4 separate regions of the Sus scrofa genome follow, and regions 2, 3 and 4 are each linked to region 1. A link is a contact called in public Hi-C and promoter capture Hi-C data. All regions are on one chromosome and are shown on one strand. Each heading gives the region's core, a stretch centred on a gene start, on an enhancer-like site or on the middle of the called end of the contact. The rest is flanking DNA. Distances are from core to core; before and after follow the strand shown. Region 1 holds the start of MARCKS (myristoylated alanine-rich C-kinase substrate). Region 2 has its middle 680 kb from the start of MARCKS. Region 3 has its middle 600 kb from the start of MARCKS. Region 4 has its middle 570 kb from the start of MARCKS.

Region 1 (3,219 bases), core at 466-2,965:
ACCCCGCCCTGCCGGGTCGGGCCCTGCCCGCTGGCCGAGGCGCCCCCGAGCCGGGATCGCGCAGCCCAGAGTCCGCAAACAAAGCTCAGGTGGCATCCTGGTTGGGATACAAACAAGGCAGAGAGAAACCCATTATTTCGTAGGTCTTGCCTTTCTTCCACGCCCACCTTCGCCCGGGATTTTGCGAAGCCGTGGCGCGCCCCAGCTGTTCATTTTGCATTTTTAACGGGTTCAGAGCCTCTTGGCAGAGCTCGCCTTCCCCATTAGGTTAGGGCAAGCGAAGCAACACGGCCTCTGCTCTAGGAAAAGAGGCGTGGTGCGTGCCCGGTGTTTGTGAAGCAACCACCCTTGGCCGACCTCTCGCGCCCACCCAACCGTGGCCATCCGCCTAGGTTTGGGCAGCGCCGGGGCAGCCCCTGCAGTGGTCCAGGCGCCACGCACACCAATAGCCCTGACTGAAACACACGAATTGCCTCTTGTTGACCATCTGGACAGGTTCTTCAAGGACCCAGTCTTCCCATCCACTTAAAAGTCAGATGTGTGTGTAATTAGACAGCTACGAACAGGGATTTAGAACAGTAGGAAAGCCCATCAAAAGGTAGTGAAACCCTTCTGTTCACCTCCAGCCAGCCAACCGGCCAGTCACCTTTCCAAGAACCCAGGGCACGCCGCCTCGGCATACAATGAGACAGCCCTTCCCTCCTAGGCTTTCTCCACCGCCATCCCTATTGCGCCCCCCCACTTCCCTACCCACTTACACAACCACACCAGTTCAGATATCCTGAAGGCGACTCAGTCTCGACAACAAACACGAGACACCCAAACACCTTTGTGCCCACCCAACAGAAATGCAACCTGCCTGGGGGTGGGGGTGTGGGGTAGCACCTAGCTAGTCACGTTCTGCCAAGCTCCAAACACGCCATTTTAGACAATTTATCACTTCTTTCCTCCCGTCTACACGAGAATTCGCCAGGATTTTCTGGGAACCACCACTTTGGGGCAGGGGGAGACACCACCTATGAGAAATTTACAATTTAGGCTATCGCTTTCCATTCAACTTTCATATTGGAATCTGGCTCTCTCCTTTCCGCCTAATGCGCCTCAGGCACGACCAGGAAGGAAGGGGAAGCGTAGGGACTAGAGAAAGATACCAAAGAAATGACCAGAACCACAGGTAGAAATTACCTGCCCATTCGCTTTGGAAGGCGACGAGGCCACAGCCGCCTCCCCGGGCCTCTCCCCAGCGGCTTCTCCCTTCGAAGCGGTCTTGGAGAACTGGGCACCCATGCTGGCTTCTTCAACAAAGAAACTCAACAGATCCAAGGGGGGAACAAAGAGCTTCGGGTTGGTGTAACGACGGGGCGAGCAGCAGCAGCGGCAGCAGCGGCGGCGGCAGCGGCAGCAGCAGCACACACACACCGGAGGGAGGGGGGAGTGGGGGTGGTGAAGAGGACAGAACAGAGTCGATTAAATACACTCCGGATAAAAAAATTTTAGTCGAAGAGATCAAAAAGCAGCAGCGCAGGAGGGAGGGAAAAAGGGTGGAAAAGTCGAGCACAAAAAAAGGAGCCCAAGTGTAGTTTAAAAAAAAAAGAAGTAATAAAAAAAATCCCAGATTTGTAGCCGCACTGTAGACAAGAGGAAAATGGAGAAATCTCCCTGGTTGCTAATAAGATGCGGAGTCCAACGCCCAAGTGCACAGATGAATGGGCTCACGGGCGCTGACGCGGCCCCCGCGCACGCCGGCCAATCCGCGCGTTGCACACAAAGCAGGGGGCGGGGCCTGCGCTCGCCTCGAACAATGGAGCCGCGCTTTGCAAACGGTTTGAAAATCAGCCTCATACCGAGAATTAATGTCCTCCAAATAAATAAATCAATTAAAAAATACATGCCTCTCGCCTCCCTCGGCTTAAAAATAATAATGCATTACTTGATTGGTTTGCTTTGTTTGTAATTAATTAACGCGGGAGGGGGAGTACTTGTGGATGGGGGCGGAGAAAACGTTAACTTGACTTGCTTTGACTCTCCTCTGTCTGTATCTGCGTCTGTCTCCTTCCACCCTCTCCCCTCCCCCATCTTTCCGTGTGTTTATGTGTATGTGTGTCTATGCGAGTTTTTAAGACAATGGTTGGGGTTTGTGTGCAGCATGTTTTCTTTCTCTGTGTTCCATATTGACTTCACAGATACTCAACAGCATTTTTTTTTTAACGGTTGCAAATGCGAAATCGCCCGAAATTGAAAGGTATTTAAACCAAGAAGATCGAATTTCATCAAACGAGATCGCGAGTTAGAATTAGGTCTGTAGGCCAGATGTGGAAAATGCAAAAGCAGCAAGCAGCCGAAGCCACACTCCCTTCCCTATCCCACATTGGCATGAAATAAAATATTTCAAGATTGGCCTACGGCGCTCATCAACCTTCTCCCCCGCCCCAATCCAATTAATGATTCCCCCCTCCCCCCAACAAAATTAAGTGAGGGCCATGTACAAAAGATCGAAAAGGTTTACATTTTATCGCTGTGTGAAATGACAATTTTCTCTAGGGTGAAATGAGATCCTACAGCATAGAGTGTACGAATCTATATTTACAGTTAAGAGGCAATTCGCGTCGATATGAATTTTTTTCAGCCTACTGCCAGGATGGGATGGACTCTTTTTTTTCTGAACGTGCGTAAGTGTGCATGCAAGCCAGTGGGCTCCTGGAAGGCAGGGAGACAGCAGTGATGAAACTCTGAACAACCGGATTGACTATTACAGTTCTAAGGAGAAATTACACATTGAGAGATAGCAAGAAGAACCCTGAACGCTTCAAGCCTAACTTGAGTTAGAAAGGAAGCTTCTATTAAGGAACCCAGGGTACCTCCATCTGTAACCCTTGCCACCGAAGTATCAGAAGCTGTTTGTGCGTGAAAGACAGAGCACTGATTTAAAGAATAGAAGGTGAGAGGGTGGGGCTAAAAATCAAGGATACACACTTATAAGCATTCTCCTATCACCTACATTTCTGCTCCCAAAGTTTTCACTTGTGTCCAAATCAGGCTACCTTTAGTGATCCTGAAATGAATTATCTTCTGCTTATGGAGGTGAGAAGCAGTCGAAGTAATGGTTCATTTCTCCTGGTGCTGGCTCTGAATTCTAAAACAGTTTTATTTTTCAGCTCATTGTAGGGAAATGGGTCACACTGAGTGAAAAAGACGGTTAGTTCAAGCCAATAACTCTTT
Region 2 (3,219 bases), core at 506-3,005, 680 kb after region 1:
AAAACTAATTTCATGGTATCATAGCTGAAGATTGTAGTCCATGGAATTGAAATAATATTATAGCAAATAGCCAGTGCACCCCTTCAACACAATTTTCCTAGACCTCAGCTACTTCAGCCAGAAGGAAGTAATTCTGGTCTTCAACTGAGAGTTGGAAGGTGTAATGCTTCCAATTTAGAACAAACTCTGAGGTCTGTTTGCCATATGTTTTTTTGTTTTTTTGTTTTTTTGTTTTTTTAGTGAAATAGCTTTGTCAGGCTATCTTTCTTTTGTTTCTTTGCTTTTTTTTAAACCATTAATTTTCACAAAAAATAACTTGGTATGTCAAAAGGACATTTAAAACATACAACCTCTGAGTTGTTTCTATAGTGAAAAAGAAAGCAAAGAAAGAGTTAGGCCAAGACTTCCTCCCAAACTTAAAAGGATTATGACTATTCCATTTCTATAGGCAAACTTACTTCTTTTCTCCAAAATGTAAAATGTTTCCTTTTGTAGTCTTGAGGAGGTTGTGAAGTGATGGCAGGGTGCATACAGGAGGGTTTGTTCTCAATGAGAAGACCCTGTGGGCCTGTGCTGGATGTTCCTGCCTATGATATGGATTATGTTCCTCCTCTTTTTCTCTTTCAAGAATTCTCGATGAGTAAAAAGAATGGCAGATACAGTAGAAAAATAAATAAATAAAAGGTTGAAGAAAAAAAGGAATTGCAGAATATAACTTTCTATACAAATCTACGTTTTAAGATCATGAAACTAGAAATGCAATAGAATGTAGAAACAAATGTCTAAGTTAATGAAAATCCTGGGAAATAGAAATTTGGTTACCATTACTGCAAGGGAGCCAGCTGTTATAATTCTGGCTCAGTTGGGTCTTTAACTTGGGGGGTCCTATTTATTATTTTAGGAATGCCACATAATCAGTGATGCTCTGAGGATACCATCTAAGAAAATACCATCCAGACAAGTTCTGTTATTTCTGTCACTTCCTTTCTTACCAATTCGTCTCTAATTGTTAACAGAAACTCAATTCAAGTGTGTTCCTGATGCTAATAGCATCTACTTTTTCCTGTTTGCAACCACAAACTGAAGAATGCAAGACTAGCTTATATTTTTTAAGAAAGATTCTATTATGTTTTTATGCTCCAGGATGAACCCACAGTAGTTACTTGCTAAAGTTCCCATTTCTGATATGGTAACTTTTATCATGAATTTTAACACAGAAATCATACATTAGTTCAGAAAATGCAATGCCTGCTTCAGCTGTCAGTTTCAGAAGAGCAGAGTATGCTCTAAAATGTCTAGGAATTGTCTTTGAGTGAAACTTTGTTTGGATAATATTTTACAGTATCCAGCTTCTTTTTATTGGCAAATCCCTTGTCATTATTATTATTTCACACCAAGAGCCCATATCCTGCTACAAAGCACAGTAAGGAGTAGCGTATGTAAAAACAATTTGTACTGTGGAATTTATATCCTAAAATTCCTTCCTTTTGAGATATGTGAAATTTGAGCTCCTGTGGTTCTGAGGAGCTTGATACTGTGACAGATTTTGTGTGTGTGTGTGTGTGTGTGTGTGTGTGTGTACTGGGGAACGGGTGATGGGAAGGCAAAGAAATAGTTTGGAATGGAAAGATTCTCATGACACGTGGGCTGATGGAAATGAAGCATTAAATTCCAGAGCATTCTGAAACATCTTCCCTCAGCATTCAGGCTCCTAGAGATTACCATAATTTTTTCAGAGGAGAATTTTGTTTTCAATTTCTAACAGCCAGGATGATGCAAAAGCCCAGTGGAACTTCAGCACGTAGAGCAGGAGGAGACGTCCAGTCAGAAACCCTTCATCATATCTTGTGTTTTATTATATGCTACGTGGCATGAACCTAATACTTGTTTTTATTAAACTCTGAGTATGGTTCCCATTCAGAGGCATGTGCAGCCAAGCAGACATTTTAAATAGCTGAAGGATAAACTATGAAAAGATTTAGGGTATCTGTCTAGGCCAGCTCTGTGGAGCTATGGCTTACCTAGGAGCTGCGGCTTATATATAGTGTGTGCTTCAAGATGAACAAGGAGACTTTTCCCAGAGCTGCAGCACAAAGTGAAATGCTTCCAGGAGGTTTTAATTTCAGCAGCAGTGTAAGCAAACACCCCATCCTTTTCTGTGAAATTATAACTTCAAATTCCAAGCACCTGGGAAATTCCCAGGAGTTCAGCTGGAACAGTTATATTCCAGAACTCTGCCAGCAAGCCCTGGCAGCCAACTCTGGCCTGAGAAACCTCAGTCCTGGAAGAATCCAACTCTGCCTGTCTCCATACGTACCCACACAGTCCTGCACAGATAGGAGAAAAAAAAAACCCACAAAACTGGGGAGATTTGTGCCCCTTTAAATCTGTGGACACCCTTCTTAATGGGGCTTTTAACACTTCATAGAAATTCTAATGAGATTTTTCTGTGAGCTTGCTTTCCCACTTCTGGAATGGCAATTTAAAACATTTTCCACTCAACTCACATCTGTAATTTGCTTTCTTCTTGTTCCTAGCAGATGTCTTACTTCACAGAAAATTAAAATAGAAACCATAAAAGCAAACCTCTTCAACTTCCTGCCATCACAGCTACAAATCTACCTCAATTTGCCCCCTTTCCTTTTCCCCACTCCTCTTGTCACAAGGTAGATAATCCCCCTTCCCCCAGTTACCTCTCCTCTGGGCTTCCCAAGGGAGGCCACAGTCCTTCTCAGAAACTAGGTGTGCCCTCAGCACACCTCTTTTCCGGGTTAAGGCAGAGGCTTCCTTAAGGCACTCCACTCTCCTCCTGCTCCTCTACTCCACCCAAATTGCAACCAGAGAGAACCTGTTACCCATCCCAGGGCCATGCCACTGTCCTGCCCTAAACCTTCCACTAGGGCCTGAGTGGTGACCAACACCCACACAATTCATAGGTTGAATCCCTGAAACCTAATACCTCAGAATGTAGCTGTATTTGGAGATAAGAGTTTTTGAAGAGATTCTTAAGTCAGAATGAGGTTATTAGGTGGCCCCCCATTGAATAGCACTGACGTTCTTTTTTTTTACAGTGTTATATCAATTTCGGCTGTACAGCAAAGTGACCCAGTCATACATACACATGAATTCTTTTTTCGTATTACCTTCCTTCGTGTTCTATCCCAAGAGATTGGATGGAACTCTGTGGTGTTCTTATATGATCAGCAGAGTAGAATACAG
Region 3 (3,219 bases), core at 324-2,823, 600 kb after region 1:
TGAGGTAACCACATATTTTGACACAAAATTTAAAAATTCAAATTCAATTCAATTGCAATTGTTTAAAAGTAGGCTATTTGTAATTGAAATTTGCTTTTGGTTTTTCCTCTTGGTTTATATGGAGACTCAGCTGGTGCATAACTCTGTATTGATGAGTATTTTAACTGTAAAGTCTCTGAGAGGTGGCAGAGAGGACTCATCACATGCATCGTGTAATCAGTGGTACATCTTTCAACTCAAGTGTTTATTAATTTTCTTCTAGCTCTTCTCTCAAAATCCTTCCATTGCTGTTCAAAGATGATAAAAATATAGTTTTTAAACAAAGATTGTTATTTTTATGGCAATTTTGATTGACCAGACCAAAGATTGAGGAGCAAGGGCACATTGTACCAATAAAGTGAAAGGAGGAAAAATAAAATTTGCTGAACAGCTGTGATGAGGGTAAAGCAAAATTACATGGTGGTGGTGGGGAATTGATTGCATTCCATGGTTTTGTTTGTTTGTTTGTTTGTTTTGGTTCATTTGTCCTTGTTACAGGCCAGACTTAATATATGTCTCTTTTCTGCCAAGAACTTGAATCAGTTCAAGCTGCCAGCCTTGATATACTTAAGCTAATGGCTACTCATAGCACTGTTTTCCCTTCTGAACAATGCAGTGGAAATAATGCACCTTGATAAGAGCAGCAATTAATAGTATTGTCACTTAAGAACCAACATCTCACAGAATCCTCTCCTGAGGGGAGACAGTAAGATTTAGGGACTTAGCTGGCACATAAACATTTTTTTTACACAATATCTCTTCTTGTTACCCATTTATTTTCACACATTCCATATTTCTTATGATAAAGTAAGAGGTTCCATTTTCTGGTTTGCCTTTATGTCAGAGCAAGGTCTGGTGAATGATTTAGTTATTCTGCTAACACCCTTTTTTCAGAAGCCCAATTTGAAAATGAAATTCCCATACGGAGTGATTCACCAGAATGTCTGGGTCACTGATAATATGTCTTTACTTCCAAATGACAGGTGGAAGTGATCTATGAGGAAAACATCTTGTTTTATATACTGTATCCTTTGGCAATTAGCATGCCTTTAGATTAAGAGAGATATCGTAGCCTTTTTGAGGAGCAAATTCTTCCAAAATATAGGGTTCCTAGAGCTAAGAAGCTGAAATTCTAGATTTTAATTCTGACTCTGTTACTAATTAACTGTGGTCCTAGGCAAATTATTTCCTTCTTTCACACTTAAAAAATGGAGATAATAATGAATATCTTAACTAGTGGATACAGTACAGTAGTTGGCAAAAGCATATATGTCTGTGTGTGTAAAAGCACTTTGAAAGTAATAAGAATTATAAAAATTTAAGATTTCTGAAATAACATTAATGAATACTTAGAAAAACGTGTATGTATGTACATACATATTTGTATATATGTGTACATAAGATATTTCAAGACACACATACATGGGAAGAGTGTTGTTTATTTTTTCTTTCTCCTGGCCTCTGTCCCATGCACATCAGGCTATGACTTCATTTAAGTATTTCCATCTGGAACAAAAAGTAAAGTTGAGGAAGTAATATCATGCTTCTCAATCTTCCAGACCACATCTCCCTAGAGTTCAGGTTCTGGTATGCCTGGGAATAGTTTACAACATTCTACACTTGAAACAAATTCCTTCTTCCAGCAACACAAATTCCTCTGGAAAATGCATCTAGAGCCAATATTCAGCCTGTTTAGAAAAACACCTAATGTGTGTCTCTGTTACTGGAATGGCCAACAGGAATTCAGCTCAGCTGGAACACTTATGGGAAACATATGCAAGGAAGATGCAAATTACAGAGCACTCACAGAGTAGTGAAAATCTGAAATCATTTTCTCCAAATTAGACACTGAGAAGCAGTAGAAGAAATTTAATTCAGGGGCCCTTAGGCAGAAATTTTACCTATATTGGAACTAAAGAAAATTTTTTAGCAGAAAGGATCTGCCTCCTTTGGTAGTCTCCTCTAATGAGTGAGCTTTGTTTGCTGCTTTCTGAGCAGTATTTGAGTCTATCCTGAAGGCTCTTTTTTTACCCTTGGTTGTGTCTCCTGTACTTTAAAACATTTTTGATGGAAAGTGAGACTTCTGTCATTCAGACTTCTGTACATGGTACTAGGAGTTGTTTTCGATAGTTTATGGATGGTTTAACAGCTGTCCTAAATAGACATTTTTTCCGAAGAAGATATATGGATGGCCAGTAGGCACTTGAAAAAATGCTCAGCATCACTAATTATTCGAGAAATGCAAATCAAAATTAAAAATGAGGTACTTTCTCACACCAGTCAGAATAGCCATCATTAATAAGTCTACACATAACAAATGCTGGAGAGGGTGTAGATAAAAGGGAACCCTCTTACACTGTTAATTGGAATAGAAATTAATACAACCATTATGGAAACCAGTCTGGATGTTCCTCACAAAACTAAATGTAGATCTACCAATGATCCAGCAATCCTACTCCTAGGCATACAGCCAGATAAAACTACAATTCAAAAAGATACATGCTTCCATATGTTCATAGCAGCACTGTTCACAATAGCCAAGACATGGAAGTAACCCAAATGTCGACTGACAGATGAATGGATTAAGAAGATATGATGCAAACACACAATGGGATATTACTCAGCCATTAAAAAGAAATAATGCCATTCATAGCAACATGGACGCAACTAGAGATTCTCATACTAAGTGAAGTCAGAAAGAGAAAGACTAATGCCATATGATATCACTTATATATGGAATATAAAATATGCCACAAATGAACCTATCTACAAAACAGAGACTGACTCAGAGACATGGAGAACAGACTTGTGGTTGCTGAGGAGGAGGAGAAGGGAGCAGGATGTATAGGGGGTTTGGGGTTAGTAGATGCAAACTATTATATTTAGAATGGATAAGCAATGAGGTCCTACTGTATAGCAGAGAGAACTGTGTCCAATATCTTGGGATAGAACATGATGGAAGATAATATGAGAAAAAGAATGTCTATGGATATATGATCAGATCACATTGCTGTACAGCAGAAATTGGTACAACATTGTAAATCAACTCTACTTTTAAAAATATGTGCATCAATTAAAAAACAGAATGTAAAAACTGTAATAATAAGATGATATATCATAAAAGAAATTACAGTGCTATGGAGAAAGAAAGGTCCTGGATGTCACCAGTGGGTAAACAAT
Region 4 (3,219 bases), core at 243-2,742, 570 kb after region 1:
TGTGGTTTGGGTTTTAAGTCAACTTACTTAATTCTTTTCCTCCTGTTTTCTAAGATGGCTTTGGCAAATGGAGACTGAAGTCTTTGCCTTATGAGCCTCCCATATTTCATGAAATCTGACAGCACAGGCATTTGTAGTCACCCTTCCCATGGGGTATTCTTTCTTCTAGAACAAGGACCCCAAAAAGTTTGCTTCAAATTCTCATTGTCATCTTTTCTTACTTTCTTAGCAGAGGCTGGCAATACAGACAGAGATAATCACAAGGATACCATTTCTCCTCTAAACAAATTCAATCATAAAGGAGAGAGCCTCATTTTAAACATAAATTCTATTTTTTTTCTGTTTTTATTTCTTAAGCTTTTTCTTTCCCATCTTAAAAAAAATGTGAATAGATATCAATAAGACTGAATTTCAGTGAAAAGCTGTTACTGTAGAATGCCAGCCAGATGACCAAGCTTCAGATGGTTCTTAGGAAACCTTTAGCTAGATGTTGTGGTAACAAGCTCCTTAGGGAGCATCCTCAATTAGAGGTAAGTTCTGTTACTCTGCTTAAGTCCTGCATTGTTTCTGCCCATCTACATGCAGAACTTTCTGCTCCCTGGAGCCTTGGACTTTATTTTTATCTATTCTACAATATGGTATTATGGAAAACTCATTATTATTTTTTTTCATAGGCTTGCACTGTTAGTAATTACTTTACTGGTTTTATAGATAAATAGGCAGGAACACAATTCTCCTTTTAGATAAAAATTACTTTTTCACATTCTAAAATCACCAGAGAGATTGGTTTTTATTATTTGTGTTTTGGTATTTGATTGTAGTCTGACAGCCCAGGATTCATGAAAACAAAACAAATCACTGTCTTCATTGATAGGAATTTGAAAGGGAAATTTCACATTTATGTTACATTTTTGCAGAAGCAAATAAGCTGGTAAACAAAAAGTCATATAATAAGCTTAATAAACCTTCATATTGATGCAAAGTCAACCTTGGTCATTTGGCGATCGGATAAACATTCAACTCACAAAACAGCATTTTGGCTGCAATCAATGCTTATGAAAACCACGTGCAGTTTGTACAAATCCCACTGGATTTGGCAACCCTGGGAGTCAGCTGTGATTCCTGAGCATAATAAATGCATTGGTTTGAATTCTCCTGACTGTTGCATGCGGGGTTTGTCTGGAGCTCATTCAGATTCAAGATACACTTTAAGATAGAATTAAGAAGGGAACTGAAGGAAAGAAGAAACTCTGCCATTTGAAATGCGTTCTTTGGCATACAGCCCTATTAGGTGATTGCTACACTGGACATAGGTCATTTTCAGAAATGAAAATAACATTGCTTGCCTTGGTTCAGATTTCAGAAACTACTACATTCTTATCAGACTCGGCTTCGGCAGCGGATGAAATCTCAGTCCCTCATGGAAAGGGAATCATCTGGCCTCTTATTTCTAAAATAGACTAGAGATTACTCATTTACTTCTCTGCAATTAGAGCCATCTGATCCTTTGAGATTGTGGAAGGGTGAGATCATGACATGACTGTAACCTAAATCCATATTGAAGAGCCCCATATTTTAAAATCCCTCATGTTCACACGCCAAAGGGTTGCTTATGAGCTGATGCACGTCACTGATAATCATCAAGTATGGTTCTCAACTGGGTGTCTGAACAAAGAGTGAAAATAGGAACTAATATTCTATTCTGAACTCCTAGGTTTTGAATATGAGTATTAAAACCCAACTAAAGTCCTTAGTGATCTTTTCAACAGAACATATGCAGCTTCAGTGGAGCACCCCCTACAGAGGCCTTTCTAGTCAGATGAAAAGGTCTTTCTGTTTTACAGAGGAGACTTTGGAAAAGTCAGGGGAGTCAAGCTGCTTTTCCCTCTTTTTTTTTTTTTTTTTTTCCTCCCAGGCCACCTTCTCCCCTCTTTTGCTTTTCGACAGCAAAGCCCTGGGCTGGTAAGGTGGAGGTTGATGAAAATATGCACAAGAGCCAGAACTGCCACTGTTAAATTTGAATACTTATCTTCTAAAAGAGGTCCAACAAGTAATCCTAGACCTATCCCTTATTTTCTTTTTAATTTACTGTATTGATAAGTAAAAAACACTGGATTAGGATTTAGGAGACTGAGGTTTAATATAGTCTCTGCTGTATACCCCATACTAAGCTTTCTAACTAACCTGAACTTTAGATTCTTCTGAAATTGGAGATGCCTGTTAGCCGCATGTGAAGAAATTAGGTGAATCAGTATGAGCTTGTTACCTTGTGAATTGTAACATTCTATATAAATGCATTTCCTTATTATTGTCTGTATCTAATCAATAGACCAGCGAGCATGTCATCATATGATTCAGGAATATTAAACTTCTTTGGTGCTTTTATTCTCTACTTCCTAAAATGTGTACAGTAACTCTTCCCTTTTCCATTTCAATTTTATCCATTTAAGAGATTTCTTTTCTCAAATGCTCTACCCTATAAAGATCATATAACTTTTTTAACATTTTTTAATTGCTCAATGAATTTTATTACATTTGCAGTTGCACAACGATCACCACAACCCAATTTAATAACATTTCCATCCCAAATCCTCAGTGCATCCCCCCACCCCCTCATCGGTTTTATTTGGAAACCATATGTTTTTCAAGGTCTGTGAGCGAGTATCTATTCTGCAAAGAAGTTCACTGTGTCTTTTTTGTCTAGATTCCACATGTAAATGATAGCATATGATCTTGGTGTCTCATTGTCTGACTGACTTCACTTAGCATGATAATTTCTAGATCCATCCATGTTGCTGCAAATGCCATTATTTCTTTCCTTTGAATGGCTGAATAATATTCCATTGTGTATATGTACCACATCTTCTTGATTCACTCCTCTGTCAGTGGACATTTAGGTTGTTTCCATGTCTTGGCTATTGAACATAGTGCTGTAATAAACATTGCAGTACCTATATCTTTTCAACTCATGGTTTTCTCTGGATAGATGCCCAGGAGTGGATTGCTGAATCAAACGGTAATTCTATTTTTAGTTTTCTGAGGAATCTCCATACCGTTTTGCTCAGTGGTTGCTCCAAGTTACATTCCCACCAACAATATAAGAGGGTTCCCATTTGTTCAAACCCTCTACAACATTTATTGTTTATAGACTTTTTGATGATGGCCATTCTGGCCAGTGTAAGTGGCACCTCAGAGTGGTTTTGATCTGCATTTCTCTAA

What was found. Promoter capture Hi-C pulls out the DNA fragments that hold promoters and counts their contacts. Hi-C and Micro-C count contacts between places; a contact is called where the count stands out from the background.
Region 2: a Hi-C map of fetal skeletal muscle shows a contact between it and region 1, with 3 times the contacts expected there. The contact joins the enhancer-like site here to the promoter of MARCKS in region 1. A contact is called at or near these places in 1 of 5 promoter capture datasets (fetal skeletal muscle), 2 of 47 Hi-C or Micro-C datasets (embryonic fibroblasts and fetal skeletal muscle) and 2 of 2 datasets of contacts at active chromatin or transcription factors (alveolar macrophages and skeletal muscle).
Region 3: a contact with region 1 is called in a Hi-C map of fetal skeletal muscle, with 2.9 times the contacts expected there. The contact joins the enhancer-like site here to the promoter of MARCKS in region 1. A contact is called at or near these places in 1 of 5 promoter capture datasets (fetal skeletal muscle), 2 of 47 Hi-C or Micro-C datasets (embryonic fibroblasts and fetal skeletal muscle) and 1 of 2 datasets of contacts at active chromatin or transcription factors (skeletal muscle).
Region 4: a promoter capture Hi-C map of fetal skeletal muscle shows a contact between it and region 1, with 6 times the contacts expected there. The contact joins the enhancer-like site here to the promoter of MARCKS in region 1. A contact is called at or near these places in 3 of 5 promoter capture datasets (fetal liver, fetal skeletal muscle and liver), 19 of 47 Hi-C or Micro-C datasets (alveolar macrophages, blood, embryonic fibroblasts and 9 more) and 2 of 2 datasets of contacts at active chromatin or transcription factors (alveolar macrophages and skeletal muscle).

What each region holds. Positions count from the first base shown.
Region 1 is chr1:79,788,292-79,791,510 of Sscrofa11.1, reverse strand. It overlaps MARCKS (myristoylated alanine-rich C-kinase substrate), which reads right to left and starts at 1,715. Exons shown (of 2, transcript XM_021091501.1): 1 at 1,186-1,715. The coding sequence starts at 1,287.
Region 2 is chr1:79,108,362-79,111,580 of Sscrofa11.1, reverse strand. No RefSeq gene overlaps it. Among named protein-coding and RNA genes, the nearest start is that of MARCKS, 680 kb to the left of the region's middle. Within about 2 kb of position 1,755, at least 11 of the 83 cell types and tissues checked have an H3K27ac peak or open chromatin away from gene starts, as enhancers often do. A contact at or near this core is called in fetal skeletal muscle and skeletal muscle, where this site is marked.
Region 3 is chr1:79,192,610-79,195,828 of Sscrofa11.1, reverse strand. No RefSeq gene overlaps it. Among named protein-coding and RNA genes, the nearest start is that of MARCKS, 600 kb to the left of the region's middle. Within about 2 kb of position 1,573, at least 2 of the 83 cell types and tissues checked have an H3K27ac peak or open chromatin away from gene starts, as enhancers often do. A contact at or near this core is called in fetal skeletal muscle, where this site is marked.
Region 4 is chr1:79,219,179-79,222,397 of Sscrofa11.1, reverse strand. No RefSeq gene overlaps it. Among named protein-coding and RNA genes, the nearest start is that of MARCKS, 570 kb to the left of the region's middle. Within about 2 kb of position 1,492, at least 3 of the 83 cell types and tissues checked have an H3K27ac peak or open chromatin away from gene starts, as enhancers often do. A contact at or near this core is called in fetal skeletal muscle and skeletal muscle, where this site is marked.